Regions from separate parts of the Mus musculus genome. Here region 1 is linked to region 2. A link is a contact called in public HiChIP or PLAC-seq data. All regions are on one chromosome and are shown on one strand. Each heading gives the region's core, a stretch centred on a gene start, on an enhancer-like site or on the middle of the called end of the contact. The rest is flanking DNA. Distances are from core to core; before and after follow the strand shown.

Region 1 (2,700 bases), core at 38-2,537, 350 kb before region 2:
GTCTAGCACAACTCTGGAGTCCCAAGTCCTTTACCACATATTAGAAGGCCTTGTAGGATTTAAGTGCTCCCCAAAGGCTATTTCAACTATGTACTGTCCCACACAAAATATTATAGCCTTCAAGTGTCTGGACAACTTTCAGTCTAGCTTCAGTGGTCCCAGCGTCTCCTGGTGCCTGCCATACAGTAGTCCTAGAGGAGTTTGGAAAGCCCAGACAGACTGCATAGGTTTTCCCAGGCAGGCCAGCCAGTTGGCTGCTTTTTCCTGTGCCATTCTGGGAGCTGCAGCAAAGGTTCCTGTCTGCATCTGTGATAAACAGCTCTCCTAGAGCGGCCACAGACCTGGCTAGATTTGGCTTCAGTCCACAGTGCAATATTGTGCTTGGCAGCTGAAGCCATTATGGGAAAGGGGGGGGAAAAATCAAAGAACTCTCGCACCAAATTTCCTTTTGAGAAGGGCATTACTGATCAAAAAGTAGTGTTCAGAACTGATAATTGCTTAGATTAAATGACTGTGTCATTTTTTTTTATTCATCTTCTGGCTCAGCCCTTACCCCAGAATAGATGAATATTAGAATTCATTGAGACTTTTGGTTTTTTTAGCAATCACTCTAGAGAAATAAGTTTGTTTGCTTATTTGGTTCAGTGGGATCTTTTATTCTTGGTTTAAATATGTGCAAAAAAAAAAAGTCCCCTGTCCACAAGTCCTGTCTGTCTCCCCGTGTTGAATTTCATGTATTTTCACACTTGTCTGTCATCCAAAGGAAGCACAGAGACGAGGTCTGAACCAAGACTCTCATTTAAATTGCATGATGTGTGCATGTACGTGTGCACCCAGCTAATTACAGGTTGCAATAGAATGTGGTAGGATTTCAATTTCGCTTCATTATGTCTCAGACAGGGACATAACATTGAGAAGGAATTGCTAGGCTGGGGGAAGAGAAGCACATAGGTAGAAGTAAGTTTCTTTCAATGCAGACTTTTAAGGGGGATGGGATTTAGTTTGGGGTCTTGTTTTGTTTTGTTAGGTCAACAAAGACCTCTTTCGGTGGGAGTCCTATCAGATGGATAGCAGGACTTGCTTGTGCTTAAGAAGATCCATTGCCCCAGCAGAGAAGACTGAGAGTGCAGGTGTCTGGTCCTGCAAGTGGATTTTTCCCCCTACTGCCCAGATGCTTGGCTAACAAAGCAGAGGCTCTCCAGCTCTGGTCTCAGGGTCTCCCGGAGCTAAGCCTAGAAGCAAGGGAAAGGAAGGATAGCAGGAGAGAATAATTGCTATTCAGTCTTCTTTAATGAGATGTATGGCCCGCTGCTGAAAGATTGTGGCTGTGTCTTTTGTTATGCTAATTAGACACCATTAGAGCTTGGCAGTCTTTGATTTCTGCTTAATCCTCTCTGCTTCCTCGGCCTCAGTCCTGACTGGCAAATGGTTGGCAGATAGTGGGCTGTGTCTCACCACACTTGTTATTTATCACTCCTGTGTACACTGACTTCTCTGGTAGAGAGGTGGATAATAAAAGATTTATTTTACCAAAGCCGGTATGTGTTTTGGGCATTCTTTTTTTTTGGCTTAAAGTTTTTTGTTTTTTGTTTAAGTTTGGAAATGAGCATCCCCCTCTCTGCCTTTTTTAAGTTCCTCTGCTATTGCTGTTTCTGTGGCCACTTTTTCAGTCATAAAGAATATGTGACAGTTTGGATCATCTTTCTCCTAGTCCCAGGATGTCCCAAAAATCCCAGTGTAAAATCTCAAATTGATTACACCCTAAAATGTTAGGGAAGCTGTAATTTGGAGGGGGTTGGAGAGACGCAGGAATAATTTAATGGCCCAAACAACAATCGAGCCTGTCTTTACAATTTGCAGATACAGCTGCCTTCTTATCTAAGACTTACCTGAATGGCCCTCTTCTGAATAGTACAAGGGGTGGTGTGACCTGTGAGAGTCTCTGACAGCATCACAGTGATCTAGAGTACCCATGTGCAGGAAAAACTCAGGGTAAACTACAGATTTTTTTTTTAATTTCCTGCTAGCCATATTTTTTAAAATGTGCTCAAGTCCCCGTTCCGTGTGTGTGTGTGTGTGTGTGTGTGTGTGTGTGTGTTCCTAAATTCATGAATATAGCCTGCTTGATCTATATAATGTTACTTGTGTGCATATATTTTCAGGGCTAACCATTCAGTATTGGACAACCCATCCCTTCCTGTTCAGCTCATGAGACTTCATGGGTGTAGCTTATGACACTTCTAGGGAACAGAGTCTCTCAGAAAACTGCCCGTTCTGGCTCCTACAACCTTCCTGTCCCCTCTTCTCCAATGATCCTGAATCTTAGGTGTAGAAGTCGTGCTATAGATATCAGTTGGGACTAGCCTCCACAACTCTACATACCAATTGGGGGTGGTTTTCCATGGTTTTCCCTCTGTTGCAAAGAGACGCTTCCTTGGTAGGGATGAGAACTACACTTGTCCAGATAGACCTGGAGGAGGGTCCCCAGTACCACCTTTTAAAAGTGAAAAGAAACTGGTACACTTAGACTTAATCTTATATATAAGTCAGTTTACCAAAAGTGGTGTTTTAACAAGAAAACAGTCTAAGCCAGGCGTAGTAGTAGTGGCGCACACCTTTAATCCCAGCACTCAGGAGGCAGAGGCAGGCAGATTTCTGAGTTCGAGGCCAGCCTGGTCTACAAAGTGAGTTCCAGGACAG
Region 2 (2,897 bases), core at 31-2,530:
CTTGCTATTCTTACCCAATAACGAAGATCGGTTTGTTATGGGTCTCCCCAAATGACTAGCCTGGTTTCCAATTATTCTTGGATAATTTGAAGGTACTCATACCTGTTAAATGCTGAACAGAAAATCCAATCGGTTCACTCCATGACTATCCTGTTCACACCCCAGTTCTTCAATAGCTTTAAGGTGTCAGAAGTTAAATCCCTTGCTGATAAGCAAAACTTTTTAATTACGTTTTAATTACAAAAAAGGGAAGGAGATGCTGGCATGGGCGTAGTGTGGACTTTCACATACTCACAATAGAGCCTCTTTCCGGAACAGGCTACCTAAAGCAGCATTGTGGTAACAGAAGTACTAGCCAGCACACTGCTTACTGCTTTTAAGCAAAGTGTTCACTACATAAAGCTGTTTCCCCCTTTCCTTAAACACTATTAAAGCCTTGGATGCACTCAGAAAGAAAAAATAGAGAGGGGGAAAAAACCTACAATATTTAAGTCATGCTTCAATATGCCATATTTTAACACAAAGTTCTAAGTCTGCCCCAGCATGGTGTGAACACAATGGGAAGAAAAGGCAACATCAACAGCGCATTCCCACTAACATCACACAATAAGGATCACTCATGCTTATTATATAAATAACTAGCAACACAACTTACCTTATGACAAGGTAGGGGCAGGTAGGGGGAGCATACAGTGTGGGTAAACCAGGTGAGTGACTCACCACGGAACACATCGGGGCTGAGTCTCAAGCACAATCCCAAGGTTTTAAGAGAGGGATTTGGGACCTTCTTCTCAAACAGTTGTCATTCATACCTCCGGTTCCTCCCTGAAATATTCAAATACTGATTGGCATGCTGTCTCCATGCTATAAGGACAATTCCAGAAACCCCAGTGTCTGCTAAATGATTCCGCTCTGTTCCCCAGGGAGGATGGATAGCCCCGTGCCACCTCCTCAGAATGGCATAGTCACCCCAAGACGAATGAGCAGGGCACTCTGCCAGACAGAAAGTTCTCTTTAGCACAGACTTCTGTGCGCTGAGCAGACACAAACACAGCCAAGTAGCCTAAAAGCCTTGATGCATCAAGGAATCAGGCACACAGCCTTTCTGAAAGAGCTACGTGGAGTGGCTGCCGGCTTTACTACCTGAGATTCAATCGGAGAGGTTCTTAATGTTCCACAGGGATCACAAATCCAGGAAAAGAATTTCTTATGGAGGAAACACAACACAACACGTGCATGTGCACTCGCGCACGCGCGCGCGCGCGCGCGCACACACACACACACACTTGCACGCACTCATGCACGAGCACGACATGCGTACGCACACACACCCCATCCCGGCTGGCTTGTTAAATCCTTCTCCCAGCACCAAATCTGCCCTCTCCTCAAATAGACCCAGGCCTGTATATTTTAAAATTTAAGAAGTGTATAAATTAACAAGTCACTGCTTGCCATTTTCCCTCAAAAGGCATTTAGGACAAAGCATTAGGAAAAAAGTAAAAATATAAAAAAATACAAAGATGAAAAGCCGACGAAAGAGACATTGTAACTTAGAAGACCGATCTCTGCCAGACTGTGTGAACCAAGGGAGCACACACAGTACACCACTTTTGTTCTGTCTTGAGAGAGATCCACGGACAGGGCACCAGCAACACACAATGGGTATTTAAGCCAGTCAGTCTTAGCAAATTAGGTAAATTAGAGATCATTCGATGGCATTCTATTGTTGCTATTGTAATCACAGTCATTTTCCCCGGTGACGGTGCTTCCTGATGAAGTGCAGTCCTCAGAGTGTAATTGTGAAAGATACTGAACGATTCGGGGGGATGCGACATCTGCTTTTAAAAGCTCTTCAGATTCAAATTGGCATTTTACTTTATCTTGAAAATTTATTAGAGATTCAGCTCATGCCCGGTTTAAATGGGAAGGTGAAGGCAGGGTAGTTTCCATCTATGAATTATTCAATCTCTGCCTGGCAAGATTGCCATCCATGAACGGATGCTCTGACAGTCCCTTCGCACAGCCTCCATTACGCTTGTCATTTTTATTTCTTTATCTACGATCTCTTTCTCAGTTACCCGGCTACTCCCTTAGGGCTTGGCTTCACAAACCCAGTATTTCAAATTGGCAATAACCACAGTGTGCTGCTTTCTCCAATCGGCGTCTCCACAGGCTGTCATTTTTCTTTTTCTTTTTCTTTTTCTCCCGCAAATCATTAAAAGCCACATCCACAATGATCTCTCTTAGGCTCTTTGGTTTGATGAATTTTACACACACACACACACACACACAGAGAGAGAGAGAGAGAGAGAGAGAGAGAGAGAGAATCGCTGCAAAAAAGAATTATGTTCTTCTAGCATCACAAGAGAAGTCAAGCGTTCTTTTTTGTTGTCAGAGTGACCCATCCTGGGAATTAGCATAGCATCACACAGGAGGGAGCCAAGGCTATTGCAGGCTTGCTGGCATCCTGATTTGCAGCCCAACTTGATGAAGGCTCCAAGACTAATCCAGACCATTGTGTGCTTAGCAAGCACAATTAGTTAGGAAAATAAGAAGTCATTAGATGACCGAAATTAGACTGTCAGTCTTCCAGGCTCCACCTGCACACAGACCAAAGTCCCAACGACTCTCCACTTGATGGCTGTTTGTGTCCCTGCTAGCCGACAGCTGTCCTGCATCCAGAGAGGACTAAGATTGAGTTAGGCCAATAAATCTGGTTTCTCCTTTAAAGCATGATCTAACTGAGGAGTGCGGGCGGGGGGGGGGGGGGTTACGCCAGTCCCATGACCAGCCTGCAATGGGAGCTGGAGAGTCCCACAGTGCCAATGTGATGAGTTGCCCAGGTCTGAGTCAGGACAAATCATGCCAAGATCATCTCCTGAAGGTACCATAGCATG

The links. HiChIP or PLAC-seq counts read pairs in DNA pulled down with a chosen protein or histone mark.
Region 1: an H3K4me3 HiChIP or PLAC-seq map of embryonic basal ganglia shows a contact between it and region 2, with 4 times the contacts expected there. The contact joins the enhancer-like site here to the promoter of A330102I10Rik in region 2. A contact is called at or near these places in 1 of 484 Hi-C or Micro-C datasets (the N1E-115 cell line) and 4 of 115 datasets of contacts at active chromatin or transcription factors (embryonic basal ganglia, embryonic forebrain, embryonic hindbrain and 1 more).

The regions. Positions count from the first base shown.
Region 1 is chr13:29,369,723-29,372,422 of GRCm38.p6, reverse strand. All of the region lies in intron 13 of Cdkal1 (CDK5 regulatory subunit associated protein 1-like 1), which reads left to right. Among named protein-coding and RNA genes, the nearest start is that of A330102I10Rik, 350 kb to the right of the region's middle. Within about 2 kb of position 1,287, at least 68 of the 459 cell types and tissues checked have an H3K27ac peak or open chromatin away from gene starts, as enhancers often do. A contact at or near this core is called in the N1E-115 cell line, embryonic basal ganglia and embryonic forebrain, where this site is marked.
Region 2 is chr13:29,014,638-29,017,534 of GRCm38.p6, reverse strand. It overlaps A330102I10Rik (RIKEN cDNA A330102I10 gene), which reads right to left and starts at 1,280. Exons shown (of 5, transcript NR_045074.1): 1 at 1,144-1,280; 2 at 656-825.